Linked DNA regions of Mus musculus: all the other regions are linked to region 1. The links are chromatin contacts, called in public HiChIP or PLAC-seq, Micro-C and promoter capture Hi-C maps. All regions are on one chromosome and are shown on one strand. The core of a region is the stretch at or near the end of the contact, and the rest is flanking DNA. Distances in the headings are between cores, read along the strand shown. Region 1 overlaps Gm41512 (a long non-coding RNA gene). Region 2 holds the start of Fam3b (family with sequence similarity 3, member B). Region 3 overlaps Fam3b (family with sequence similarity 3, member B). Region 4 has its middle 18 kb from the start of Fam3b.

What was found. Promoter capture Hi-C pulls out the DNA fragments that hold promoters and counts their contacts. Hi-C and Micro-C count contacts between places; a contact is called where the count stands out from the background. HiChIP or PLAC-seq counts read pairs in DNA pulled down with a chosen protein or histone mark.
Region 2: a contact with region 1 is called in a promoter capture Hi-C map of trophoblast stem cells, with 4 times the contacts expected there. The contact joins the promoter of Fam3b here to the enhancer-like site in region 1. A contact is called at or near these places in 6 of 39 promoter capture datasets (hippocampal neurons, liver, pre-B cells and 2 more), 6 of 484 Hi-C or Micro-C datasets (the AML12 cell line, B cells, cardiomyocytes and 3 more), 2 of 115 datasets of contacts at active chromatin or transcription factors (embryonic stem cells and pancreatic cancer cells) and 1 of 9 other capture datasets (pancreatic islet).
Region 3: an HNF4G HiChIP or PLAC-seq map of pancreatic cancer cells shows a contact between it and region 1. The contact joins two enhancer-like sites. A contact is called at or near these places in 1 of 39 promoter capture datasets (hippocampal neurons), 1 of 484 Hi-C or Micro-C datasets (nephron progenitors), 1 of 115 datasets of contacts at active chromatin or transcription factors (pancreatic cancer cells) and 1 of 9 other capture datasets (pancreatic islet).
Region 4: a Micro-C map of trophoblast stem cells shows a contact between it and region 1, with 7 times the contacts expected there. The contact joins two enhancer-like sites. A contact is called at or near these places in 19 of 484 Hi-C or Micro-C datasets (the AML12 cell line, the N1E-115 cell line, astrocytes and 13 more), 3 of 115 datasets of contacts at active chromatin or transcription factors (the SCID.adh cell line, embryonic stem cells and pancreatic cancer cells) and 1 of 9 other capture datasets (pancreatic islet).

What each region holds. Positions count from the first base shown.
Region 1 is chr16:97,664,424-97,667,431 of GRCm38.p6, reverse strand. It overlaps Gm41512 (a long non-coding RNA gene), which reads left to right. Exons shown (of 3, transcript XR_876311.2): 2 at 216-476; 3 at 1,327-3,008. Among named protein-coding and RNA genes, the nearest start is that of Gm41512, 4.8 kb to the left of the region's middle. Within about 2 kb of position 1,686, at least 46 of the 459 cell types and tissues checked have an H3K27ac peak or open chromatin away from gene starts, as enhancers often do. A contact at or near this core is called in the SCID.adh cell line, pancreatic cancer cells and trophoblast stem cells, where this site is marked.
Region 2 is chr16:97,503,209-97,506,596 of GRCm38.p6, reverse strand. It overlaps Fam3b (family with sequence similarity 3, member B), which reads left to right and starts at 1,661. Exons shown (of 8, transcript NM_020622.3): 1 at 1,661-1,774. The coding sequence starts at 1,756.
Region 3 is chr16:97,474,248-97,477,516 of GRCm38.p6, reverse strand. Fam3b (family with sequence similarity 3, member B) reads left to right here. Exons shown (of 8, transcript NM_020622.3): 5 at 1,087-1,137; 6 at 1,695-1,782; 7 at 2,137-2,269. Among named protein-coding and RNA genes, the nearest start is that of Fam3b, 29 kb to the left of the region's middle. Within about 2 kb of position 1,681, at least 33 of the 459 cell types and tissues checked have an H3K27ac peak or open chromatin away from gene starts, as enhancers often do. A contact at or near this core is called in pancreatic cancer cells, where this site is marked.
Region 4 is chr16:97,521,625-97,525,058 of GRCm38.p6, reverse strand. No RefSeq gene overlaps it. Among named protein-coding and RNA genes, the nearest start is that of Fam3b, 18 kb to the right of the region's middle. Within about 2 kb of position 1,803, at least 21 of the 459 cell types and tissues checked have an H3K27ac peak or open chromatin away from gene starts, as enhancers often do. A contact at or near this core is called in the SCID.adh cell line and trophoblast stem cells, where this site is marked.

The DNA.
Region 1 (3,008 bases), core at 437-2,936:
GAGACATCTTCAGTGTGCAGGGGAGGGCCTGACCTATTCAGTCTGCTTCAGTGTTGAACACATGCTTATGTCACCTTGTGTCATTACAATACACAAAGAACTGAGTACCATCAGGGGAAGAAATTAGTGACTGAATACAAGAAGAAGTCCTCACCCTGCCAAGTCCTGCCTTTCCTGGTCTCTTTGTTTACTGGCTTTCTTGGTTCCCATTTCAGGGCCACCCCAGGACCATCCACAAGCTTGGATAAGCACAGCTGCTGTTCATGCCTGCAGGGATCAGAAGTTCAATGACAGGCAATAATACATACAAGGACAACCCGTGAGCACTTTGTGGAAATGCCTGCAGAAGGGTACCTCCCATTCTCCATAGGCTTCAGGATGCTTCTTGAAGCAGGTCACAGTGACAGAGGATAGAATGTAGGCCAGAGGGAGAGAATACATAAGGTTTGCTGACTAAATACATCCTGTATGGACAGGTAGGCACCTCAGAGAGCATAAGGAGGGATTGAGTGTGGCCAGAATGGACATTCACTGTGGATTTGTCTGAAGAACGGGGGAACCAAAGTGGGTTGAGCTACTAGATAAATGTGAATTTTCTCAGTCATTGACAGGGCATGTGGGCAGCTGGGTAGCAGTCTCAAGTGATGACAAGGAAGGCCTGCTTTGTTGGAGTCTGGAGATGAAGGAGGCAGCATTTGAGAACCGGCAATGCTCCCCTCTATATGGCCATGAATGGGACCCGGGAATGAAACCTTAGCTGGGCAGGTGCCAAATCTGTTCCAAGAGCCTGATGGTCACCTGCAGCAAGAAGAGGGCAAGGAACAACCACGGGAGTGTGTGTGTGTGTGTGGGGGGGGGGCAGGGCTCAGTTCCTGCGATGCAATGTGAGGTGCTGTCTGGATCCTTACAGGAAATGTTCAGTAGACACAGAGTTCAGGAGTGAGGTCTGGGTAGGACAGAAGCTGCAAGTTCGCTTCTTCTAGGTGACTAAATATGGCCTCTGCTTCCAGCCTCCACCTCCTTGATGTCAGTCGTGGCTGGTCACACCATCAAGTTCACTTTAAGTTCCCTTCTCTTCCTTTCTCTGCTCCTGCAGGGGCCTGCAATGCTGGTGCTAGCTCAATAAAAGCTGTAGGCATCCACCTTCCACTACACAGCTGTGTTTTCTTACAGTGGTGGAGGTGGGAAGCCTGAGACCAAAGGTGGCTTTGCCTCCTGTCCCTTTCTCACCTCTGTATTGCTTGTGGTGTCCTTGGCTTGGAGTAATATCATCCTAGTCTCCGCTTATATCTGCACATAGCCTCCTCCATGATTTCTGTCTCGTAGGACCTGCCTCACTTCTGCCTGACCTCATCTAATATCAACTGACTCCTTCCTATTTCCAAACGAGGTCACCTCCACAGGCACAGGGATTTAGGACTTCAACTGTAAGCCTGAACTGTAGGACAAGAGCAGTAACTACCCCTCTGCCTCTGTGTAGACATTTACTGGATCAAGAATGTTTCTGCAGGGAAAGGTAAGTCATTCCTGAGAACCCAGCCTTGGACTGCTCAGGGGGATAGCTGTCTTCCTTTACCAGAGATAGCAAAAAACCCCAGGTCTCTCTACACATACACTGTGGGACCTAGGCTGCTTGCTTTGGCTCAGCACTGCTAGTTCACCAAGGAGTCTGCTGCTGTCTGGCCTGGGGCCACCATTCCACACTGGGGAGGGACTGAGCTGGGTGCACAGGAGTAGGGTGGGGTAGGGTGTGGTGTGGTGTGGTATGTCTCCGCAGAGGTCATGAACCCAACTCAACCTTTTAGCTGTGAACCTTTTAATAACCCTGCAGCCTCAACTGTAAGAAGGGGCCATTTGACACTCTTCTCCAGGGCCATAGAGGGTTAAGTGACACTGGTCTGGTACTCAAGAAGAAACACACAACTTTATGTTATTCTTGGCTTGGCTTTGGTCCTCATTTGCAACTTTAGTAGCATCACCTTTGGGATTCTTTCCAGGTTTTTGCAGCTACTTGTCACCTGCCTAAGCAGTTATTCAGCCTCTCTGAACCAAAACACACAGTTTGCCTTGAATTCCCAGGGAGTTCCCCAGGGAGCACCCCAGTCCCCAATGCACAGGGTAGACAGGGGTGCCTGGACAATGTCATGATGTCCCCTTCTGGGTTCAATGGATGAGCTTTGCTGTCAATACTTCTGAGTATGAAATTAGCATGTCATTGCATCACTACCAAAAGAGTCTAGACTTTTCCTTTCAGGTATCAGGACCATGGTAGGAAGAGAGGAAGGAGAAAGATGGCTTAAGCTACCTGGTTAGGGAGCTTAGGGAAGATTGTGAATACTGGACCAGGTATTCACTTCCTCTGCCACTTCAGTCCCCAGGTAAGGTCTGAAAGCCCCATGCCAGGGGCTGGCACCCCAGTGAGCTGCTTTAGGAAAGGGCAGATGTTCCCATCTCCAAACCACTATCAGCGCCAGAACTTACTGGCTTGGGGGCTGTCGGTCATCGTGTTTCATCACAATAGTAATCCTAAGAAAAGTCTTCTTACATGGATTATTTCATGGACCACAGGGTTCTTTCTATTTTAAAGCAAATGTGTAACACATCTCCATACTCCATGGTCTTCAAGGATGAGATAGAAGTCTTTGAAGACATTTTAAACCTTGAGGAGGCAGCTCAGGAACACAGATGCTGAGTGTGTGACCGGCTTCAGGTAGTGCTTGCTCCAGTAGCAGAGTGCTGCAGGTAAGTCTGCTTGGTATAGTGGCCAGCACTCTGCTCAGATCCAGAGATACCCAGTGGATGACTAAGGCAGAGCTGAGGTATAAACCCGGAAACACTCCTTATGCTTGTTTTCTCTGTTTATTTGTCAGATGTTCAGATAGCTACCATAACCCATGCCCTAAAGGCTTGCCTGGTCTCATACCAGCTGGATAAGATGAAATGCCAAACCTACAACCTAGCTGCCAGCACCAAGCCCTCATATGCTGGCTCACCCATACAGGGAGACT
Region 2 (3,388 bases), core at 412-2,911, 160 kb after region 1:
AATCTTATATATTTAAATCATAATTATAATACATAAAAACAAACCCATAGATAAAAGCTCCACCTCTGAATTCAAATGAGAGGAGGATGAAGGTAAGACTCTTGGAAGATGAAATAGAGGTAATGATAGAGTTGTACATTTGTCATTTCAAGCCATTGTTGAATTGAGGTGGAGGCTGACTTTGGTGCGCCAGAGCAATGAGTGTGTGTTCTGTAGTGTATATGTGGTGTTCTCAGCATTGGGACAATACTTAAGTCCTCAGGAAGAAGCCTGACTAAATGTCTTTGTCATCTGGTCCCTCTAATTTGGGAGGACTGGAGCAGGTGAGAACAGTGTGCTTTCTTTGTCTCCTTGGATGAAACAACACAGAAAGTCTCATAAACGCCACTGTACGAGAGCAGGTTAGGGAAGGGTTTATTCTAGCTCATAGCCCATTGTGGTGCTGCCAGGATTTACTAGGTATGTTAGCATATGAGAACATGCCTCTACAATGTTCTGGAAAAGGAAGTAGAAGTATTGGCTTCGTAGTGTTCTCATATGCTAGAGTACCTAGTCAATCCTAGCAGCAGAAAAATGAGGTCAGTTGTGTTTTCAGTCAGGAATCAGCAAGAGATGGATGCTGTTGCTTAGTACATTTTCTCTGTTTCATTCAGTTCAGGACCCTAGATCATGGAATGATGCCACCCATATCCAGGGTGGTCCCTCCTATTTTGATTAACTGATCTAGAAAACCCCTCAAACACATGCCCAGAGATTTGTCTCCTAGGTGAATCTAGATCTTGTCAAGCTGACGTTCAATACTAACTGTCATGTCATAGCCAATACTTCTTCCTTTTCCAGAACATTGTAGAGACATGTTCTCATATGCTAGAGTACCTTGTGTTGTATGACTCAACTCTTTGGGCTCCTTGGAAGAGGAGGAACAAGGATGGAATAGAATTCCTACAGCTGGACTGGAGTCTCAGCTTGCCTTAGTTACTTAAGACCACTGTGACTCTAATGAGCTAAAAAGTTCTGTGAAAACCTGAACCCTGGAGATTGAGAGGGTACTGTGCCTACTCAGGTGGAAGGGTGGGTAAACCTAGGAAGCCTTCACCCATTCACTTGACACCATTTCTGAGTCCCATGTCCTTGTATATACATATCCCAAGGGACCTGGAGCTCTTTCTCACCTCATTTCCCTAAAATAATCATCCCATCAGTAAAGAAGGAAGGGGTTGGCACCACACTGGGTCACATGTCAGCAAGGGGGCAGTGTGACGACTTTGGACACAATGTAGAGCCTTGGCATTTGGAGCAGGAGCTTTGCTCTAGGATTCTGTGTTCATGAGGCTTGAGCCAGTCTATACTTTACTGCCATTTCTTGTGAAACTAAGGTCGGGAATACTATTGTTAGGGGCGCCTTAAAGTAAACTCTTGGTGTTCTTTCTCTGATTACATTAGCTCTAGCCTTTGGCCGTCTGTAGCCCCAGGTGAACAGGACAGAAAGTGCCTCCTGCTTCTTAGGTGACCCTGGAGCTCCAGGGTGCTACCAGCTGTGCAGCCCCACCCATACCTGTTAGCCTGCCAGTCTGCCAGCTACTCTGAACCTTCCTGCTTTATGGATCCTCCCATTTGCTGGGAATTGGTCCACCCTTTTCTGCCTGCCCCAAGGGCGGTCATAATCTATGTGCAGCTCAAGCAGGTAGGCCAGCTTTCATAGGTCCCTGGGGATTGCAGCCAAGAGCTGAGTAGAAAGAGAGCAGTTTCTGGAAGATGCGTCCAGTTGCTACAGGTGAGTACCAGTACAGCTAGACTTGCTTCTGTGTGGGTGGAGGTGGCAGCATCCCTCTGCCTCCTTAACTGCCAAGCTGAAACAGAAGGTGAAGGCTCTGGACAAGCCACCTCTTGTGAGACCTAGGATCCTTGTGGGAACCAAAATCTGGGAGGTTAAGGGGTGAGAGCTGAGATTTCTGAGAGGGCTACCCCTCTCTCCATCTCTTCTTATTACTCAATGGGGGTGGGGTTATATTTACTCTCCTACCTACACAGTAGACATCAGGTGAGGGTGGGCAGGGGTGACCAAGATGGCTTAGTCCTGGGGACCATCCTATCAGAGTGAGAGGCCCTAGAACAAGGACAGCTGGGTAGGGGTTGGCTGCTAGCTGGGGTTAGCTGACCAGCTTAGGAATTTATGAAAAGTGGAAAGGACAGCAAGACAGCCCCATTTGGGGTTTACTTGGGGAAGTGAGAAGTGGGAACCCCGATTACTGGTGGTCTTGACAACACACAAGCACCCTTTCTTGGGTTTTTATTTTTCTCAGGGTCCTTGACATTGGCATGAGACTTGGGAAGACAGTAAAGGGGGAGAAAGCTCACTGTTTCCCTCAGCTCTTGAGTCTCCCAGAGCCTGCCTTCTGTGGATAGAGTTCTGTCATTCCTTGTCTCATTTACACCGTGAAGAAGCCAACTTCTCTGAGGGCAAGCACCATGGCAGTGGCAGCAGCGTGGCAAACACAGCAGGCGCTGTGCAAACATGGCAGACCTAGAAAGGGGAAGTGTCCTTGACTTCCCTCTCAGGCCTCTTTCCTGCTTCTGCACTGATTTGGGTGTCCTGTAGGGTAGGTGGATGGAGGTGTGTGTGTACATGTGCATCTGTATGAACAAGGGCAGCATGCATGATGTACTGTTGCAGAACAGTCCTCTTTGTGTGACTGAGCTCTGTGGTTTTTGCATAGTGACATTTCTTAGGGCACATCCCTGGCCCTGACAAATGAACATAAATGAAGCATGTCCCTCATATGGGACACTGGCTTTCATTCCTGTGCTTTTGGAAGAATGGTTTCATTATTTCCATATAGTACAGTTAGAAAATCATTTTCCTGACTACATATAGAAAGAGCTGAAGTTACTAGTTGTGTTCTCTCACAGACAGCTATTTTCTACCCAGCCCTTGTGACATACACAAGAGCTGTGTGGCTCATTTGTGCAAAGATTTCAGGTAATTTCATAGTTGTACTTCTTCATCAGGTGTGGTTGTAAGAGTAGGGGCTGTGTTACCTTGGTGAGCTAAGGGTTTGGCTGTGCTCTTGGAGTAGACTTTTTCATTGACTCAGCTGTCTAGCTTTAGATTTGTTCTCACCGGGCCTAGGAAGCTGCCACAATACCATCCCCATAGATATCTTCTCCATCAGCTGGGGTGTTGACAAGGTGGTTAATGGTGGCACTTCCTTCCCCAAAATCCTCAATGGACAGGGCAAGGAGGCAGTGGACACCAAAGTCAGCTAAGCCCTGAGAGATGGCTCTTTAGCCTCAGACTTCCTGGCTTTCCAGGTCTAAAAGGCGTAGATGTCACCAGCAACTTGGATGAATGTTGGCAAGCATTAGGGACAGCTTCATTGTCCTCTCT
Region 3 (3,269 bases), core at 432-2,931, 190 kb after region 1:
TGCAATTGAGGAAGAATAGGCTGAGGGGACACAGTGAAGCTCAGATCCACATAGACCCTGACCCTGGATTCTTTCGCTCTTGGATTCTGGGGACCCAGTAGAGGGTAACAACGCTGACCAGTTCTGTTCAGCTGCTGTGGGCCATGGAAACCTGTGCAAGTGCCCTGGCTTCCTCTAGGGTCCTAGTGTTTATAAGGGTCTCTTGCAGTAAGAACCAAAGCTAGAGAACAGGGAGTCAAGCAGAAAGCATCTGGTTACAGAGCCAGTGACTGCAGAGCTATGGGACAGAACAAAACACCCTCAGTCACACAACCTCTCTGGACACCTAGTGTGAAGGGGACTCTGAGGAAAGGAGAGGACTATTAACATCCAGTAATTAACCAAGTTCAGAGAGTCCTAGAAAAGTGACCAGGTACTCCTGGAGACCAGCCTATTGCTGCATGACCTCCCTGGGAGAAGTAGAAGGAACTTCTAATCAACTCATATTAGGAAGGAGCAGATGGGACAGAAAAGGAGTCCAGTAAGTCTAGCTAGCTGACATAAATTAATTCATTCAGGTTGTTAAATAGAGCCTGGATAGCTTACAGAGTCTTGCCACAGCCACCACCCACTCTCTGCCCACCAAGGTCCTATTTTGTAGGCTCCTAGACTCCAACAGTTAAGCAAACCTAGTTCAGCCCACTATCTAGTGTTGAAGAGGCAGAGGTGACTGCAGGCTCACACTATGTGGGGTGCAAAAAACCAAGCTCAAGTTCCCTGTTTCTGTGTGTTCCAACCTTGCTCTTATCAGGGGTTCTGGTTTCAGCAAACACTGTCTAACCATGGGCGAGATGGCTTGGAGCCCATGGGGAAGGACAGCCTGTTTTGCTGCAGATTGGCACATAGATGACCACAAGATGGAGTCACTCTGTCCAGGATTTAGAAGAATAATCCCACCACACAGCCCCTCTTCAGGCTAGGGACCTCTCCAGTCCTATTTCCTCCAGAGTCACTTAGAGGTAATGTGACCAAAAAGGGTACTAGGACTACCAGTGTACAATGGGTCTCTGGAGCTTTCTCTTAAAAGGCCTTTTCTTTTCTTTTCAGATGAGACAGGAAAAGTGATAGCGACAAAGTACTTTGATATGTATGAAGGTGGTAAGAAAAAATTCTTCTGATTAAAATGAAGACTAAACTGTGTAGACTCCATGGGAGGAAACAGAAGCATGGCTCGATGAAGAAGCAGAGAGTTCCTTTGACTTGTGTTTATTGAGTACAGGGTCTGTCACAATTCTGAGCCTTGGGGCTGACCTATTGTCCCTGATGGCAGAGGTGTTCATTGGGTGCTTGCAGAAGCTGGGTTGGTGCCAGGTGTGGCTAACTCCAGCAAGGTTTCATTTATTTTAATTTACTTAGGGCTTTCCACTTTGCATGGCTTACCTTGTTTCCATCTTTGGACTTATGTTTGTTGTACCCTGAGTACCTGCTTCAAGTTGTCCATGTTCCCAAGGCTTCTCTAAGATAGCTTCCCATGGAACCCCCTGACATCACTCCTGAGGAAGTAGCCAGTGCACCCCTTGAAACCCTGGGACCAGTCTAGGGAGCAAGACATTCAGAGAGTAGGTGACAGCAGAGTGGGAAGGAAGCCTACAACCAGGGTAGCAGCCTCACTCACCGAGAGGACTCTGAACTACTGTCTGGCCTTGACCCTACAGATAACTCCGGGCCAATGGCCAAGTTCATTCAGAGCACTCCTTCAAAATCCCTGCTGTTCATGGTGACTCATGATGATGGAAGTTCCAAGTAAGTGTGTGTGTGTAGTTTTCCCCATGTGACAAGTGCAGGCAGCCAGGGAGATGACAAAGACCCCTGGATTTAGCAACTCCTAGAGAGTCCAGGGAGTGCGATACTTCTACAAGGGAAGGGAAAAATGGTCATGGCAAATGCCAGGAATCACTCCCATCTCTGCACCAGGGTATATTTTTATTCATGCACACACACATGCATACACATGCTATACACACACATTTATGTGCTTATACACAAAGTGACCGTGCACGCATGCACGCGCATGCACACACATACATTCATGCACACACTCACGCACACACCCCACATTTCCACAGGAGGCCTTCTCATGCTTTCTCCTTTGCCCAGACTGAAGGCTCAAGCAAAGGATGCCATAGAAGCCCTTGGAAGCAAAGAAATCAAGAACATGAAGTTCAGATCAAGCTGGGTGTTTGTTGCAGCAAAGGGCTTTGAGCTCCCTTCAGAAATCGAGAGAGAAAAAGTGAGTGACTTTTCTTAATCCTCAGATGGGGCCATGGTGTGTAAAGGTTCTGTAGGTAGTCACCCACACAGAGCACTGGTCAGCCTCTTCCATTAGGTCCATGTTCCATCCCAGACTTTTTTAGTCTCACTACAGACTGCAAATGGGATCCTCGGAGTGGTTCCAGTCACTGGTGGTGACTATTCTGTTTGGGCAGGAGGCTAGCCTTCTTTAGTTCCTCGTCTGGGGGTAGCAATCACACAGAGAGGGGACTGCCTGAAGTGGTTCTCTATGAACCACTTCCAATATGGTAAGTACCAAATATGAACTGGACAGAGCTGCTTTGGCTGATTGCCATTCTTGGAGGAGTCACAGTGACTTGATGCCTCCGCTTATCAAAGATCAAAGGGAAGTGAGTGAAATTTGACTTATCACCATGTCTCCTGTGAGCATCCCAGCTGATGGGTGGTGTTACATGACTATGTGAGGTCCATGCCTTTGGAGACTATTACCCAACCCTTTTGACCAACATACATAGGTCTAAAGAGAAAGAGATTGGCTGCAAAGCCAAGGCCATAATTCTGATGAGGCCATCTTTCTACTTAGCTAGAATTCCAAGAGGGCAGAGCTTGACCTTTGTCCAGGGTTACACTAAGTCACATATGATTCCACTTGAGACTCTGCTCCCACTGTCTAGAACAATAGTTTAAAGAAGACAGTGGCAACCAGGAGCAGCCGGCCCTCCTCTTATTGGTGTGGGAGGAGGCACAATACCCAGGTCACTGTTACTAGATCCAGAGGTCTTGGATCTTTTGGGATGCCCTCAGATCTGAAACTGAGGAATCTGGAGGTCATGGTCATGTTGGCATGCTCCAGTCAAAACATGTTTTCACCACGGTGTCCACTTAGCTTGCACATAGGAAGCCAGCCCTGCAGAGAAGGCACTTCTCATCCTGCTGTGTGCTGTGGGCAGTGGAGGCCGCATGGTCACCTTCAAAGGAAGGAGGCTGTGCTTGTTGGT
Region 4 (3,434 bases), core at 554-3,053, 140 kb after region 1:
GTCAGACAAGGAGTGAAGCCTGATACCTGTCAGGGTAATAAATTCTTACTAGGGTTGATGGTGGGGCAGCTGGCTTCATGGTGTCAGGTTGGGGGTGAGGAGGGAGCCAACTCTAGTATCATCCGAGCTATCGGTGTTGAAGCTCCCCTTGGCCCTTCCTCTGTAATCCTGTGCTATTACCCAACAAGGTTCTACCGTGAAAGTGCTAACAGGAACGTTTATGTAAAGTCATTGAGCAGAGAAAGTCATGAACTGGATGCATTTACCAATGGCATTGGTAGGGACATGAATGAGCAGGCTATGGCAAGGGGCAGGGGGAACCTCTGCTGCAGGTCTAAGAACTTGATTAATTTTGGCATGGGTAGGTGCTAGTGGTACTAGTTTAATACAGCCCAAAAGGTTTTGAAAGAACCTAGTGGGGAAACCCCCACTCAATTACTGTTCGGCGTGCACCCAAGAATCACGAACAGATGACCATCTTGATGTAAAAGCATGAGGTAGTTTAATGACGGAGCTCCAGGCCGACACATATCTCCCGCTGGAGACAGAGGTGTTGACCACATGGTGGAGCCATAATGGCGGAGCTCCGGTTCGAAACGTATCTCACACAGGAGACAGTGGTTTCGACCCCAAGGCTTGGAAGTTAGGGACTTTTATAGAAAAGGGGTGGGGCTGGGGAGGAATTGGTGTGGTTTCACGTGATTGGTCCATTTAAACATTAACAGACTGTCAGAAGGGCGGGAGATAGGGAGGCACTAGGCCAGTCAGGACATGTAACCACGGGCCTGCCCGGGCATGTCCTGGCCTGTTCTGCTATGTTCTCAGCCCCCGGTTTCAAAGCTCACAAACAACTCTTTGGGCTATTTGACATAAATTACATGAATCACAGGTCTCAAGGTTTATTTCCTTTCAGTTTCACCCCACAGTCATGCATAGAGGCAGGCAATAAAAGGCTTTTCAGGGGACGAAAGTTAGTCCAAGACTATTTTGTCTTTCAAACTGCACAATTTCCACTGCCCATGATAGTGAAGTTTTGTCAGTCAGTCGTCAGTCAGTCAGTCAGTCATCTGCAAGATCCTCAGCACAGATGGAGCTTTTCCCTGGAACTTCAGTTCTCATGTGATGAGGAATCCTACTCACCCTTTGGTTTTCATAGTGACAGTCACTGAAGTTAGCCTGGGGTTAGCCACTCAGCTACTGTGTTTGCTTGGAAAGACATGACATTGTCTCTTTGCCCTTTCAGCTTCCATTTGTTTTAGAGCCAGTTATTCTCTGTGTCAGAGGCCTCTCCTGTTCTGCTTTAAGAACACTGGTTCTATTTGGTGGAGTGAGAACTGTTCTGATTCTATAATCGAAGATAAACTGTTGGGGCTGGCCAGCGGCTCACATGTCTGGGTTCGAGCCTGGAAGGCATCTTGGAACTGAAAGAAAAGAGGGAGCCTAGGCGGGTTGAGAAATAATGGAACCAAGACAACTAGTCTGCTCAAGGTTCAAATTTCTAATGGCGGACATGCTTTATAAAAGAGGGGGGAGGGGAAGTCCATTCCCTCTAACTCATCCTTGGAACCAGCTGCAGGTGATGAGTGCAGGATAGGGTATAGTCTCCAGAAGAGATCCAGGGCCTCTTAGCAGGTAGCAGTATCTTGAAGAACAGCGGCAGTGGCAGAACAATAGAGTGATCTAGGGAGGAAGGCTCCACCCTAGATAATCTCCTTAGTGGCAGCAAGGACAAGGTCAGGCTCAGCCTGCTTCAGGCTTATGGGAGGCTACAATAAACTGGTTACAAACTTCAAGCTGGTTTGCTGTGTTTGCCCTCTGCTGGTGCCAGAATGAATTGCACCAACAAACACTGAATTTCAGTGGGACTAATGAAGGCTCTATTTCTGTGTTACCCATGCTATCAGGAACAATTTTGGTTAAGCCTCTATGTGATATCAGGAGCTATCTTCTCCATTATCACTCTGCCCTGCCCTGCCCTGCCCTGCCCTGCCCTGCCCTGCCCTGCCCTGCCCTCCCCTCCTCCTTCTCCTCTTCCTCTTCCTCTTCCTCCTCTTCCTCCTCTTCCTCCTCGTCCTCCTCCTTCTCCTCCTCCTCCTCTTCTTCCTCCTCCTCCTCTTCCTCCTCCTCCTCCTCCTCCTCCTCCTCCTCCTCCTCTTCTTCTTCCCTCACCCTCTCTCTTTCTTTTGGGTTTGGGAGACAGGATTTCTCTATGCAACAGCCCTGGCTGCCCTGGAACTTGATTTGTAGACCAGGCTGGCCTTGAACTCACAGATCTATTTGCCTCTGCCTCCTGAGTGCCAGGATTAAAAGCATGTACCACCATGCCCAGCTAACTCTGCATATTTCAAATAGGACGTCCAGTGACATTCAGCCTCATCAACACAAAGCCTGTGAAAGTAGTAGTTGAACCTTCGTCTGTACGAGGAAGTATCCAGAGTCAGGCAATGGTAACTGTTGTAACCCCTGAATTACTGATACTAGAGAAACTTCAGTCTTGTGGATAGTTAGTTTGCTTCTACGTTCCCCACCCCCCATGCCCCCTTACCCACCAGAAGCTCCCATCATCACTCTAGCCTGAGGCAAGCACAGATGTTCAGACAGCTGGTTTTTGTGCTGCATTCTCCTGCAGCAAGCCCCTCCCTCTCCCTGGCCTCTCCCCTAGCGTTAGAATGGCACTACCCATAAAACTCCCCATTTAATAAAGACATCCTGAGGAAACATTGAGAGATATCCTCTCTGTCAAAACCCAGCACTCCTCCTGATAAGCAGCAGAACTCTTTAGGTGCCTGTCCTTGAGACCTTAGAGAAATAACAAGCTCAAGGGAGATTAGGGCCTCACGTTTAAATCATGGAGAAAAGGCAATCAGAGGTCACAGTTATGACTGACCATAAAATTAGTCCTTGAACAAACACCATTAACCAACATTCAGGGGATTCCTAACTATACTGTATATAAACCCAGTGTTTTCTGGACTCAGGATTAATTGCCAGAATTCACGCGGTGAGTGCGAGGCAGGCAATCCGAGTTTGAACTTGAAACAATAAAAGACTCTTTTATAAGTTGCAGCAGACATCGAAATTCTTGGGCTCGTCTGGGTTTCCTGTGGACTCGGGCACAACAGTAACTTGTGACTTTGGGCCCACAGTCCTTTGGATGGGAATGCACATATCTGCCAACAGTTGCTGTGTACTACACAAAGCTCTGAATAGGGTGCTGCTTGTGAAAAACACACTGTTTAGGCTGAACATATTGGGTGTGGTATAAGGACATGTAGCTGGTTGTTACACTCTGAATATCATGCCAATGGGGCTTGTACTGGCTGGTTTTGTGTGTCAACTTGACACAAGTACGTTCTATAAGAAGGCAGGTTGAGCAAGGCATGGGAAGCCTCTTCACAGCCTCTGCATCAGCTCCTGACTCCATGTTCTAGCCC